3 separate regions of the Mus musculus genome follow, and regions 1 and 3 are each linked to region 2. Evidence: chromatin contacts called from public HiChIP or PLAC-seq data. All regions are on one chromosome and are shown on one strand. Each heading gives the region's core, a stretch centred on a gene start, on an enhancer-like site or on the middle of the called end of the contact. The rest is flanking DNA. Distances are from core to core; before and after follow the strand shown. Region 1 has its middle 17 kb from the start of Lncenc1. Region 2 overlaps Arhgef28 (Rho guanine nucleotide exchange factor (GEF) 28). Region 3 has its middle 20 kb from the start of Enc1.

Region 1 (4,504 bases), core at 1,448-3,947, 550 kb after region 2:
TAGCTTAATTTTTTGTTTTATTGGGAGTGTTTAGCACACGATTTTCAATCCTGTGCCATTGTAAACCATTTTATTTAGCTTGTTGTGGGGCAGATCACATAATTTTAAGACATTTCAAAGGCTCCTGTATGTATTCTATTATCACTACAAATACACTCAGTCCTTGGAACATCCAACTTCTTCACATTCAGAGGTGATGCAGGGGCATGGTCACTAGGAAAGGCTTCCAGGAGCCTGGATTTTGAGCAAGAATTTTGTAGAGACCAGTGGCTTGTCTGAAGGATGACAGCTTTCAAGTGAGATTCGAAATACGTGTTCCTCTTGATCATTTAAGAGCACGTGTATATAAAGAGATCAATGGTTGGGCAGATACATGCCTTTAGTGCCAGCACAAGGGAGGCAGCGTCAGGAAGATCTCTGTGAGTTCGAGGCCAGTCTGATCTACAGGTCTGAGTTCTAGGATAGCCAGGGCTACACAGAGGAACTTTGTCTCAAAGGAGAGGTGGGAGGAATCCATCAATGGCGTTATTCATACGCATGGATTTTAATTCCACTTTCTATAGGGAGAAATTGAGACTCAGGAAGGTGAAGTATCTCATCACAGCCAGGATGGTATTGAAGCCAAGGACTGACAGAATCAATAGTTTGGGGGGTTTATTGAGACAAAAAATGAATTTTAATAGGTCATTTTGACCTGGGAGAAAGACTTGGAGTGCTGTGGTCCTGAGCATTACATAGTTATCGCAAGGCTCTACCAGACCAATGCTTCACTTATTGTTCAGGAGTAAGTGGTGAGGAGATAGCAGGATGGAGTAAAATGTCGTTGCTCTGGGGAGTTATGGGTGGAAAGGGGAACCAATTCTTGATATTTCTTCACATCTCACTCAGTCTTATCACCAGGCTATTATCAACAGTGAGTAATACCCACATGTGCTTACACAAATGGAATGTCCTAACTAATACTACATTTTTTTTAAAAAGTCAATATTTTCATTGCACTGGCCTTATTTTAAATGTTTAGCAGCCACACATGCATGGCTGGCGGCTGCATACTGAGCAGCAGAGATCCATCATCACAGAAATTCTATTGGCCTGTGCTCTCCTCCAGGGAATCTGCTGATATGCCCATCACAGAACATTTTACGCCTTTGTGAGCGTATCACTCGTGTTATGGGGATGAATTATGAGAAAACATGCAAGTATCAACCCAAGCAACCTCTCCATCCATGGCCTTTCTCACATAGATCAAATCGGTGGAAGCCTGGTCCTCGGGGGCATGTTCTTGCCTCCTGGAAGCAAGCAGATGAGTGCACCGTTCTTCTGGATCCCTCTACAGACCAGAGGTGCCACTGACATGTGGCTCTATGCAAACTATAAACATCTAACAAGCTCCAGGTGCACAAGAAGTAGATTTAAAGTCCTGTCCATATGGACACTAAGGTCTGAAATGAAACACTTGGCGTTCGATTTGGCTAACATGTTAAATTCACAATTTATTGGCTCAATAAAACATGGATGCTAAGAGCCAATTTTCAGGTTGGAGCCTCTGCACGTGTGTCTTGTGTGGGAAAACACAAGCTCGGGGTTTTCAAGGCAAAGTTAACATCATTTAAAAAGAAGAAGGAAGATCAGTGTTTAAAATAGAACTTTGGTGGGCAGAACCATTTTTTAACAAACCCCAAATCTTATTCATGGTACACACGCACTGATACAAAACTTTCTGCTCTTCTGGAGGATAAAACAAGATCGCTGATGAGCTGTAATATCTGCAAAGAGTAAGGGGAAACAGTGGAAGAAACTGGAGCTGTCAGAAATACGAGCATTCCCAGGGGCTGTGACATTGCCTTCCAGGGTTTTCTTCTGGAAGAGCAGGATGAAACTCACTGCTACAGGACCAGCCTTGGTGGGAAGTGAAACGTGGGATGCCCTGAAGCTGTGGAAGGACTTGAGAAGGCAGGAAGAGTCGCAGTGAATGTTTGGCTCAAGGCGAAAATCATGCTTAAGAACAAAACAAAAATTTGCCTTTCTTGGTGCATAGAAATCACAAAAATGACTTTCTCCTCTGACACCAGTTTCAGCTCTCCTGTCCCAGGTTTGATGTGAAAATGGGAAGGGGGAGTAGACAGCCGGTGCCCTCTTCCTCCAACAAAGCTTAAAGGAATCTTGATCTCACAGACAGAAGAAACAGAGCTTGAAGAAGTCATGGGGAGCCGTAGTGGGTGGGTGGGTGGATGGGGGGAGTGGAAGAACAAAGAGTGACTGACTTCCTTGGTTGTTTTTTTTTTTTCTTCTTCAAACATCCTTGACATGAAGTGGGGGAAGCTGGACAAGTATAATACCAGCCAGCATTCAACAAGGAAGGGAAAATGAGTTCCAAAAAACACCCAATCCCTTTAAACCAAAGACCAGGAAAAGGACAGAGCAGTATTATAGTAAACTGCTAGACAGCAGCCTCTCCTTTGGAGCCAACCACAGAAAAGTTATGACCCTACGTCACTGGGTCAGGCATGGGAGATGGAGCCATGATATTTACCTTTCTAGAGGATGTACCCAGGCACCAAGGAGGGAGCCTGCACTGCTGTTCCTACTGAGGTATATTAAGCCCCACACCCACATCCAGATAGAGAGATGGAGTTAGAAGCGTGAACTTCCATCTCTCCCCAGTTGGATGATGTCATGTTGTTCTGGAAGATCTGGGGGTGTTTATCATGACCACTGTCAACAGTGATAGCCAGCTATTTCTCTTCTCTTGCTAAGAACTCTTGGGTTCTCAGGAAGAACAAAGCACCGCTATCTCCCCACCCAGCAGTAGGTCTCAGGGAAGCCAAACAGAGTGGGAGTCTCACACCAGCATCCTAGCTGTGACCCCATGGAGTGTGGAGGGCTGAGGGTGGGACGACATGGGTGTGGTGATAGAAAGGAACCACAAGGAATGCTTGTGGGAGAGGAAGGGCACATCTTTGACTGTGTTCTTATCTTGGCCATGATATTGTGCTACACTTTTTACTGTTAAAAAAAGGAGAGAGAGAGAGAGAGAGAGACAGAGAGAGACAGACAGAGAGAGAGAGAGAGAGAGAGAGAGAGAGAGAGAGAGAGAGAGAGAGAAAAGCATGGGTTACCATACCATTTCTTCGAATTGGATGTACAGATGTAACTATCTCAAAGTAAAGTATTTAGTTAAAAATGATAAGCCATAGACCTTCTAAGATAAAGAACTTTGCACATTATAATCAGATATCTGTTTTGTTTTTTTTTTAGTAACTTTCTACCACCAAGACAAAACTCATTAAAATGCAATGTTTTCTGTTAGAAAATTACTTTGAACAATGAAGGGCAATTTAAATTTTTTTAAGATTTATTTATTTTATATATGTGAGTACACTGTAGATGTCTTCAGACACCAGGAGAGGGCAATGGATCCCATTACAGATGGATGTAAGCCACCATATGGTTGCTGGGAATTGAACTCAGGACCTCTGGAACAGCAGCCAGTGCTCTTAACCTCAGAGCCATCTCTCCAGCCCAGGAAAATTTAATTCTAAAGCACTTACTTGTTTGTATCTGTTTCATTTAACATTTCAGACCCTTTGGAAACAACTGCATTGCACTAATCATCACTAAGACTTCTCCTTTCCCACCCCAACCTTGGCATTCGTAAGTCTAGTGTATACCCCAGCTGTCAGGACAAACCATTACGCATACTATTGCATTTTGTGACTATCCCAAAATAACACCATTATTTTGTCATTAACGAAATAACACCTGTTCCTTTAAATCAGTGTTTCTCGTGTCGTTAGAACCATGTCTGCCTAAAAGAGACAGAGATTTGTTAGCTGGTAATGAGAAGGTAAGAATAATTTATTTGGAAATGAACATTTTTTTCTTTACCCCGTCTCCTGCTGCCTGGAACCAATCTGTGTGCTCTGCTTGGAAAGACAATGATGGGCCATAGCAATTGTTTTTCCATGGTTCTGGCAACTGCATGTGAGACCTGGAGGCGGAGAGTGATGGTTGCTGAAAGAGCATCTGCTTTATTGAAAATGCAGTTGAAGGCTTTACCGACAGGACTGCCTTGGAGACAGTGCAATTAAGACAGCGAGGTCTCACTTTGTAGTGCTCAGAGTCTGCTACAAGCATCATGGCTTTGGAATTGGGATGCTATCCTCACCGTGCTCAAAGCCAAATGCCTTTGAGGGCAGAGAAGGGGTAAAATTAGTGTGACATCTTGTGAAGAGGAGCTTTTATAAACTATCTTCAAAGGCACTTACAAGATACAACAGCCCTTTCTCCACACAGCTAAGGGATGCATTGATGTAAATAAATATAAAAATGGCTATTAAATTTCCATTCTGCTTCAGGCACATGGGTTTAATATTAATAATTAAGGAAGGAAAGCTGGCAAAACACATGTAAAACTTAGCCAAACCCCAAAATGCTTGAAAAATAAGTCAAGATTTTTCTGAAAACATAGACCACTACTGGGTTTGCCCATCCCTGGTGACAA
Region 2 (4,476 bases), core at 1,216-3,715:
ACGTCTAGGTCAGCCCTAGAGGTTCTGCACTGTATACAGGGCATGGTCTGTGTATCATACAGGGATTGTATGGAAACAGTGTAACCTGGTGGTCTCAATTCTAATGCTTTTTTATTGGAGGATAGGCTATTGATTGACTAATTTTGAGGCAAACAGAGGCACTGTATTAAATGGATGTGATTTTTATGCTTTCATAATAATAGCATGTACTCACATGCTAAAATCTCCTTAAGAGTTAAAATGTTTAGTGGGAAAGAAGCCCTTGGCTTTGGAATCTGTCCATTCTTGCTGGTCCCTGTGGCCAGTGTTACGGAGACCCTATGCTTGGATTAGTAGTGTGTGAGGTTGGTGTCTCATTAGCACCTTCAGTGTGATACAGAAGTTGTAAAGCATGCTGATGTTTTATTTGTATATTTTTAAAGTTGGTGACTCTGTTGTTGTTTTAATTATATGCTGCCGAGGTTTAAATAGTTTCTCTTGAAAACAATCAGTTACCTTTGACACTTCCCGGTGTCACCCACAGGAGCCAGTCACGCTAATATATCCTCAGTTTGAAAAACACTTCCTTTATCGTGAGAGACTTTGTCATTTCTTCTGTTATCTTGTATTTCTTCAGTTGCTTTGCATGCTGAGTTGCAGGTATTTTAAGTGCCTGGTCACTTTTAAGTTCCACGCTGTATCAAAATATAACTGACATCTTGAAAACCACTTTGGTGGTGACAATTAAGTGTGCTAAGTCATGGTGATATGCTATAGGGTGTGTTGTTATGCTAGTTGGTTTGAGCTCTCTTGCCACTCAGCCCCTTGCTTTGGCCCTAAACATCTTTTGAAATCACTTCTGAGATGCTTCTTATTGTCGTGAGGTTAAACGGGTGACTAAAACGGAAGCTTAGAATTTAGACATTTCCACGTCATCTATTCCTCCTCTTTATGTGAAATTCATGAGACTAAAGCAGAGATATATTCCCTTGTTACATCCTGGAACCTTTGTAAACATTCTCCCTGTGTGTCCAGATGGTATACTCGATAGCTACACTGTGTACTCCATAGCTACACTGTGTACTCCATAGCTACACTGTGTACTCCATAGCTATAATCCAAAGGGGCTGAAGCATCCTGAGTTGTTTATAGCTCAAACCAAATGTAAATGTATCGATGCCCTCTTGTTGTCAGTATATGAGAGAGAAGGGCCAGGCTGGGCTTTGGGCTTTGTTGCCTGAGAGTCCTGCTCCATAAGGAGTAGACTCCCCACCATCATTCCTTTCCCCTGAGCTGCTCTCTGGGTGGACATCCTTGTTTACACACTCCATATGCATTTTTGTCAGCAGAACTAATAACACCTTGCGTCTACTTAAAGCTGGCTTGGAGGAGTACACGCGGTGGTTTATGGGAAAGCTGGCCTTTGCTTCCCCATTCCATTCACCTGTTTGCTTGGGTCACCCCAGACATCCACAGTCTCCAAGGAAGGTGTGGAAGTAGCCCTGCAGCATGGGTGTTGGAAGGGTGAGAAAAGGAAGGGACATCTGAAAAATGCCAGGAAATGGCCAACAGACCGGTTTCTAGACTGGGCCACACCACTGTAGAAGTGGCTGCTTGAGGGTTTACCTGTCTGGACATCTCTGACTTTCTTTGCTTGTAAATGCTGCGCTAGCACATGGAGTGTCTACTGTAATTCCAGGCTCTTCAGTCAGAGACGTCCCAGCACCTGGGCTCTCCTTGCACCCTTCTTCCTCTATGCCCATCGGACTGCCAGCTGGAAGGAAGGAATTTGCGGCTCAGGTGCATCCACTGTCCAGAAGTGTCCCCGGCACCACTTTGGAAAGGTGAGGCTCTGCATGCTGCTTCACTTTTGTGGTCCTGGATGGTGGCTGGGGCTAACTAGTGTCCCCCTACTTCTCCCAGCTTCAGGAGGGCAGTGACATCGTTAGAGTCTGAGGGTGACAGCTGGAGAAGCAGGTCTCATTCCGATGAGCTGTTCCAGTCTATGGGCTCTTCTCCTTCCACGGAGTCATTCATGATGGAAGGTGAGATGTTTGTATGATCCTCGGTCTCTATGAGCATTTAGCTGACAGAGGTATTCTGCACAAGAAATAAGATGTATTACTTTATTCTTTTCCTTATGTTTATGTATGTGTGTGGTATACACATGTGTATATGCATGTTAACATGTGTGAGTGTATACATGTGTGGATAAGAGAACATGTGGAGGCCTGGCACCGATGTTGGGTGTTTGTTTGTTTTTTTAATCACTCTCGGTGTTATTGATTGAGGCAGGATCATCGATTCTGGATAAATCCAGGCAGCTAGCTTATCCTTGGGCATCGCCTATCTCTGCCTCCCAGGTCCTGGGATTACAGGAGGCCACCATGCCCGGCTGGCTTTTGCTTGGTTTCCGGAGGATCTAAACTCTGGTCCTCACCCTTACATACCAAACGCTTTACCTATAAGGCAACCTTTCAGCTTCCTGTTGTTCTTTTAGAAGTCGTATGGCATCTACTTGACGTAGAGTCTCCTTTTCTTAACGATCTCAGAAATACCTGAATGTGGGAAAGTGATTTGTTAGGAAGGTTAAGGGATGGGGAAAGCGAGGAGAGGGGGCTGAGGATGTCTTTTATACACGTGTGAAGTGTCAAAGACAAATTCAGTAAAAGTTGTTAGAAAGGACAACCTAGTCTCGAGGGACACGATCAGGAGTGAGATTATCAGCAGCACGTTCCTAAGAGGTGGATAGAGTTAAAAGAATGAACTGCACTGTGCCATTATCATTGGAAACATTCCGCAGCTATTGAGAGACTGGAGCAGACTCCTCAAGTACATATTTAATTAAGATCTCGGAGAGATGTGATCTGGGCCCCACCCCTTTGCCTGCTACTTCTGGGAAGTAAAGCATTTTGGAGTGTATTTTGTAGGGTGTAGCTTCTGGCTCTTTAAAGCCTATTGTCATCTCATACTTACAACCACCAGCTGGGACCTCTAAGGAGGATTGTTTGGGGCAAGCAGGCTTTAGTTTTCCTGAGAGGTTTATTTGTGTGTGTGTGTGTGTGTGTGTGTGTGTGTGTGTGTGTGTGTGTGTAGTTCTTTTCCTGAAAGGTGTTTGTGTACATGTGTTTAGCTCTTTCTCAAACGTTTGTACTCATGGGACTCAAGCCTAGCACTGTGCTTTCTGTTTTGCCAAGTCCTGGGTAATATCAAGCGGACAAGTCCAAATTCAGATCTGAGTAAACTGTAGAACATAACCCAGGCAAAAGAAATGGGTGAAGTCAGGACTCTGTAAGCATTGCATGGACTCTGAAGGTCACCAAGGAAAACGCCAGTAGAGTGAGCCCAAACAAACCAAGGCATCTCCAGTAATCCCACAGCCTCCCCGTGCAGTTCCTGTTGGAGACCGCTCTTCTTTGCTCTCCCGGCAGTTGTCTTTCTGGTTTTCAGATGATTCGGGTCCGTACTGTATCGTTCTCGCTGGGGCCTTTCTGTGCTTTTAGCAGGTTTGAGCCTGAAACCCTGGTACTTGAAGATCTCTTCATGATGTGTGCTTTACAGACTTCCGGCCTTTCTTTTCTAGATGTTGTGGATTCTTCTCTGTGGATCGACCTCAGTAGTGATGCTCAGGAGTTTGAAGCAGAGTCTTGGAGTCTCGTGGTGGACCCTTCCTTTTGCAGTAGGCAGGAGAAGGATGTCATCAAAAGACAAGATGTCATTTTTGGTGAGCATTTCAAATATGCCCCTGCAGCTGAAGCAGCGGGCTGTGGGGGAAACACATGGACAGTGTCACTGTCTGGACCTGGGTTCGGGCCGGGTTTTATCATTTTCCAGCTTTTTGATCTCAGACAAACTATGCAACTCCTCCGGACATGGACCTTCTGTTTCCCTGTAGCAGGAATTAGTTAACCCGCTCTGTGCGAGTCACATGCTTTCAGCCCCTTGCTGGAATCCTGAATTAGTTAACCTGCTCTGAGCTCCCAGTGGGCATGCGCAAGTCTCTGCCTGTCCAGGAGCCCTCTGGATTCTCTCGTACACACACACACACACACACACACACACACACACACACACACACACGCTCAAAGGATAGGCATTCCTAATCCCCCTCCCCACCCCCAGCTAGCATGCATTCTCCTCTCCAACTTTCCTGAGTCAACTTGCTAAATCAACATCTCATCTCTACTACCCCAGACCCAATGGGGGAGTGGCCACTAGGACCCTTCCACCCCTCCCCCCAATTCTTACATGGCTGGTTGCTTCCTTTCCTGCAGCTCTTACATCTGATTCTTCTCTCTTCAAATTCTCTCCCTCTCTCCAAACTATCCCTCCCTCCCTCCCTCCCTCCCTCCCTCCCTCCCTCCCTCCCTCCCCCCCCCCCATCCCACTGTCCCACTGTCCCTAGCTCGGGAATCTAAAAGTACCACCTCAGCTTTTCTGCCCAGCCATTGGCTCTATGGCAATTCTTTATTCAATCGAAGCCAGCTGGGGGCAGGA
Region 3 (4,434 bases), core at 440-2,939, 710 kb after region 2:
GGTGACTTGTAACAAGATGAAATAAGCAGATGCTATGCGTTCTGAAATTACTGCCAGGTTTTTATGAGCGGTTAGAGGCCGCAGCGCTCTGAAAACCCTGCTTGGATTGCAGCTTAGCTGTGAACAGAGCAATCACATCACTCTACTCCAGCGGGCAGCGCCAAATGCTACAAGTTTCTTTTTTTAAACATTTAGTCACCCCAAGCCCGGAGAGATGGCTCGGTAGGTAAGGCACTTGCTGCATAAGTGTGAGGACCTGTTTCAGGTTCCCAGAGCCCACATAAGATCAGATGCTGCAGTGCTCATCTGTGACCTCATGCTCCTACTGCAAGATGGACGGCAGAGAAAGGAGAAGCCCAAGGATATCAGGCCAGGGGGCTTGCCTGTGCAATAGTGAACAAGAGCTGTGTTTCCAACAAGGTGGAAGACAAAGACTGATGCCGAGGTTGGCTTCTGACCTCTACATGCACAGAGACATGTGTGCGCACACTCACATGCAAACACACACATACACACACCAAATAAACAAGCAAGCAAACAAACAAATAACTTTAGTCATACCCCTCCCCCCACATACACAAATATAAAAGAGAAAACAAAGAATTCCTGTAGAAGGAAAATGCTCACACTGGGTCTTAGAGGGTCCAATCCCCATTACAACTCTTTCTTTAAAAAGACTACACACACCATGCCCACATAAGAACTCTCTAGGCCCCAAACTGAGGACATAAGATATTGTGATTTCAGTTGTAGCCCTTCAGAGTTAGCACCCACCATGAAGCAGTTGGCAAGACAGAGATGGCATAAGAAGATATTTAAATGAAGACACAGGCAGGCATGGGGGTACACCCATTTCATCCAGCACTTCAGAGGCAGAGGCAGAGGCAGGAGGAGCTAGAACTCAAGGTGGTGTGTCTTAGTTTGGGCTTTATTGCTGTGAAGAGACACCGTGACCAAGGCAACTTTTATAAAGGCAGCCATTTAATTGAGGCCAGCCTGTAGTTTGAAAAGTTGAGTCCATCATCCTCAGGGTGGCGAGCATCAGCAGTGTGCAGGCAGACATGGTGCTGGAGAAGCCCAGAGTTCTACATCTTGATATGAAAGCAGCCAGGAAGGGACTCTGATTCCACACTGGGCAGGGCTTGAGCACAGGAAGACCTCGATGCTCGCCAACACGGTGCTACATTTCCTCCAATAAGATCACATCTGCTGCAATAAAGCCACGCCTCCTAATAGTGCCACTCCCTATGGCCAAGCATTCAAACACATGAGTCTAGGGGGACGGGGGGGGGGGGGGGGACGGGGGGGGGCAAACCTATTCAAACCACTAGGAGATCCTTGGCTATACTGAATCCAGCCTGCTATCAAATTCCAGGACGCTATCAAAATAAATAAACAAACAGCATGCGAAGAAGAGGGAAAGAGTTCCAGGGAACCTGGGGAGAGCTTGTGGGACACTGCACATGTCTGAGCTCTGTGAAGTAGGCTGAAGACAAAAGCAGTGTTGAGAATACCAGTGGTTCCCCGGGGGGGTGGGGGTGGGGGTGGGGGGGTGGGCGGGGGGGGGGCGTTGCTGGGCAGGAACGGCTGCATGTACCTTTCTGCTGCATCTGTCCTGGAAGCTCTATCCTGTGAGCTTCCCAGCATAGACTCTGACAAGCTCTAGTGTACCTGTGAGCAGAATTATCTCAGCCTTGCTAAACCTGAAGAGATGGTCAAATCTCTCTTTTTTCCTGACCTGCCCTCTTTTGGTCTGCCATAGAGGGTGTTACGGTTAGAATCTGGTATGTCCCCCGCAGGCTCATTTTGAGAATCTGGTTCCCAGCTAATGGCACTGTTTGGATGTGGAACCAAAAGTGGGGTCTGGCTGGTAGGCAAAGGTCACCAGGGGTGGAGCTTGAGGGTTATAGCCCGGCCCTCCTTCAAGTCCTGACTCCGCCTCCTAATCTGCCAGGATGTCACCCTGCTGTCTCCTTTCTTATTGCTCTGCTAACAGGGGTGAGGCAGCCAGCGTGCCTTCTCCATTGTGATGGGATCTACCTCCTGGCAGACACTTCAAAAGGAGGGGTTGCCATTCACAAAGGCTCATGCAATTGAGTTACAAAAAGGAAAAAGAAAAAAAAAATTTTTTTAATCTTGTGTTTTAAGTAAGTTTGAAGTTTTCTATTGAGCTGTGCACATACATGTGTCTGTGAGCCAAAAGTTAAATCTCTCTCTCTCTCTTGGTTCACTTCTGTCCGGTGTTTCATTACAGTGTTGGGAAAGTAGAACAAATGGCAAACGCCTGATCCCTATGGGCCAGGTCCAATTACAGCTGCCAGGCCTCACCTCAGGCTGCTTCCTTCTACTCTGACCCTGAGCTATCAACTACAAGTATCTTCAGGAGACCCCTGGCTCTCAGCAAGGGAAGGGCCTCGGAGGCTGGAGACACTGAATGGCAGCTAGCTAACAGTGGCCACCCAGGAACTTCAGAACTCCTCTGTCTTTGGACTTGGCTCAGGGAAGGCTAGAGAAGAGATAAGTGCCGCTGAAATGTTGCATAGGCCTCATACCTTGAGCACAACCTGCCCAGGGCCTTCTCTCTCTCTCCAGTTTGCTGGATGCAAAGGGCCCCGGTATCTGCACCCTGTCACTGTGCCTTGGTAAGCCACCCCATCCCCTCTTTCCCCCCCGCCGAGCCTGTCTTGGACACTTTTCTATTCTCGTGATAAAACACCATAACCAGAGCAGCTTAGAGAGAAAAAGGTTTAATTGCAGCATACAGTCCTAGCCCACTGTGCCGAGACTTCCTGGAAGTAATTCAAGGCAGGAACCTGGAGGCAAGTACTGAGCAGGGTCCCTGAAGGACTGCTGCTGCTGCTGCTGCTGCTGCTGCTGCTGCTGCTGCTGCTTACTGGCTCACCTTCCCGGCTTGCTCAGTCTGCTGTTTCACCTTCCCAGGGATGGTACCACCCACGATGGGCTGAGCCCTCTCACATCGGAAAACAGACTTGCCTATGGACCAACCTAATGGAGCAATTTCTTTGACTGTAGTAGTTCCCTCTTCCCAGAGATGCCCAAGATGAAAGGGGCCTCCTCGCTGAATGTTGGAGCTGCCCGGGCCAGTGCGGACTAAGATTGAACTAACTGCTCTGCTTCCTCCAGCAGCTTTAGTCAACCCGAGCAGAACTCCTGGAGAGAGCCTCTGTCCTTCCTAGTTGGCACCGGCAGACTCCTTCACTTTTTTGGGCTGTCTTCTCCAACCAAACAACCAAACGATGAAACGGATCTCTAGGCACATATGAACGGTTGCACAAATCATGGTATTTATGGCAGTTGCTTTCCGCCCCAAGGAAACAAAACATATTGCAATAACTAAACGCTGAATGCTAGACACGGTGGGAGGGCGATGCAGGACTTACTCTAGATCACACGCTGCATCGCTGTCGCTGCCCGCCGCCCGCTGCTGCAGGCAGACCCAGTCGGGGTCCCGCAGACTCTACAGGAGTGGGTGTGACATGCCGCTGCCGCTAACCTAAGCTATGAGTGGGTTCTGACACTGAGTTGTAGTGTGCTCTGTCTGTGATGCTCTGACTGCTGGCTGGGCTCCTCCTTAGCCATCTGCACTTGCTGTCCTTTGCTTTCTCTTTCTCCAGAGTTAAACCCAGGACTTTGCCCGTGCTAGGCAAACATGGTACCTGCCTACATCTCAGCTTCCCATGGTGCTGACCTGATTTGGGATCCTGAAGCCCTTCTGAACACAGTGTTTTGGGGTTTTTTAATGAGATTTTTTTTAATGGATGTGATTGATGACATGTTGGCCATTGCTACTCAACCTCACCTATGGCACGGCACTATCTCTCCCTCGATATCAAGGGGATGCGCACAGCCCTTACATTCTGCCTTGCTCTCCCTGGGACCAGACTCTGTTGCTGAAACTACAAAGGGGCTTCCAGCACCCAAGAGGCTTCACTAGCACGCAAAAGAGCCTCATTTCACACCTGTGAGTCCAGACACTTAGGTGGAAGACCAACTAATGTGTTTCATAAAGTCACAGGGGAAGTTTACTGTTTCCAGGACATGGTGTGTATGGTGTTTTGTAATGCGGTGGCATGGTGCAGCAGGAGGGCGTTCCTTAGGGGGACTGAGGCATCATTGCCCCCAGGTACCAACAGGGTAAGAAGGGAGTGTGGGAAAGAAAGGGGACGGAAAAGGACAGAAAGTGAGAGGAGAGAGAGAGAGAAAGGAAGAGACCAGCTGGGAATAGGGGGAAGGAGGGAGAGAGAGAGGCCGAAGAGAGGGAGAGAGAGGCCAAAGAGTCCTTTTAAAGCAAGCCAGACTCTTACCTGACTGTTGCTAGGTAACTGATGGGCGGAGCCTAGAGGAAACGCTAACAGTGTACACAGGTAATAGATATACATACCATGCTTTAGTGGATCAGATGATTTACGCCAA

The links. HiChIP or PLAC-seq counts read pairs in DNA pulled down with a chosen protein or histone mark.
Region 1: an H3K27ac HiChIP or PLAC-seq map of extraembryonic endoderm stem cells shows a contact between it and region 2, with 4 times the contacts expected there. The contact joins two enhancer-like sites. A contact is called at or near these places in 4 of 115 datasets of contacts at active chromatin or transcription factors (embryonic basal ganglia, embryonic stem cells, extraembryonic endoderm stem cells and 1 more) and 1 of 9 other capture datasets (embryonic stem cells).
Region 3: a contact with region 2 is called in an H3K27ac HiChIP or PLAC-seq map of extraembryonic endoderm stem cells. The contact joins two enhancer-like sites. A contact is called at or near these places in 2 of 15 datasets of contacts at CTCF or cohesin (both in the NIH/3T3 cell line), 1 of 484 Hi-C or Micro-C datasets (bone marrow-derived macrophages) and 10 of 115 datasets of contacts at active chromatin or transcription factors (bone marrow-derived dendritic cells, embryonic basal ganglia, embryonic brain and 6 more).

Annotation. Positions count from the first base shown.
Region 1 is chr13:97,415,659-97,420,162 of GRCm38.p6, reverse strand. No RefSeq gene overlaps it. Among named protein-coding and RNA genes, the nearest start is that of Lncenc1, 17 kb to the left of the region's middle. Within about 2 kb of position 2,697, at least 14 of the 459 cell types and tissues checked have an H3K27ac peak or open chromatin away from gene starts, as enhancers often do. A contact at or near this core is called in extraembryonic endoderm stem cells, where this site is marked.
Region 2 is chr13:97,964,635-97,969,110 of GRCm38.p6, reverse strand. It overlaps Arhgef28 (Rho guanine nucleotide exchange factor (GEF) 28), which reads left to right. Exons shown (of 36, transcript NM_012026.2): 19 at 1,679-1,823; 20 at 1,903-2,024; 21 at 3,563-3,703. Among named protein-coding and RNA genes, the nearest start is that of Gm34388, 73 kb to the right of the region's middle. Within about 2 kb of position 2,465, at least 8 of the 459 cell types and tissues checked have an H3K27ac peak or open chromatin away from gene starts, as enhancers often do. A contact at or near this core is called in extraembryonic endoderm stem cells, where this site is marked.
Region 3 is chr13:97,258,501-97,262,934 of GRCm38.p6, reverse strand. No RefSeq gene overlaps it. Among named protein-coding and RNA genes, the nearest start is that of Enc1, 20 kb to the right of the region's middle. Within about 2 kb of position 1,689, at least 23 of the 459 cell types and tissues checked have an H3K27ac peak or open chromatin away from gene starts, as enhancers often do. A contact at or near this core is called in extraembryonic endoderm stem cells, where this site is marked.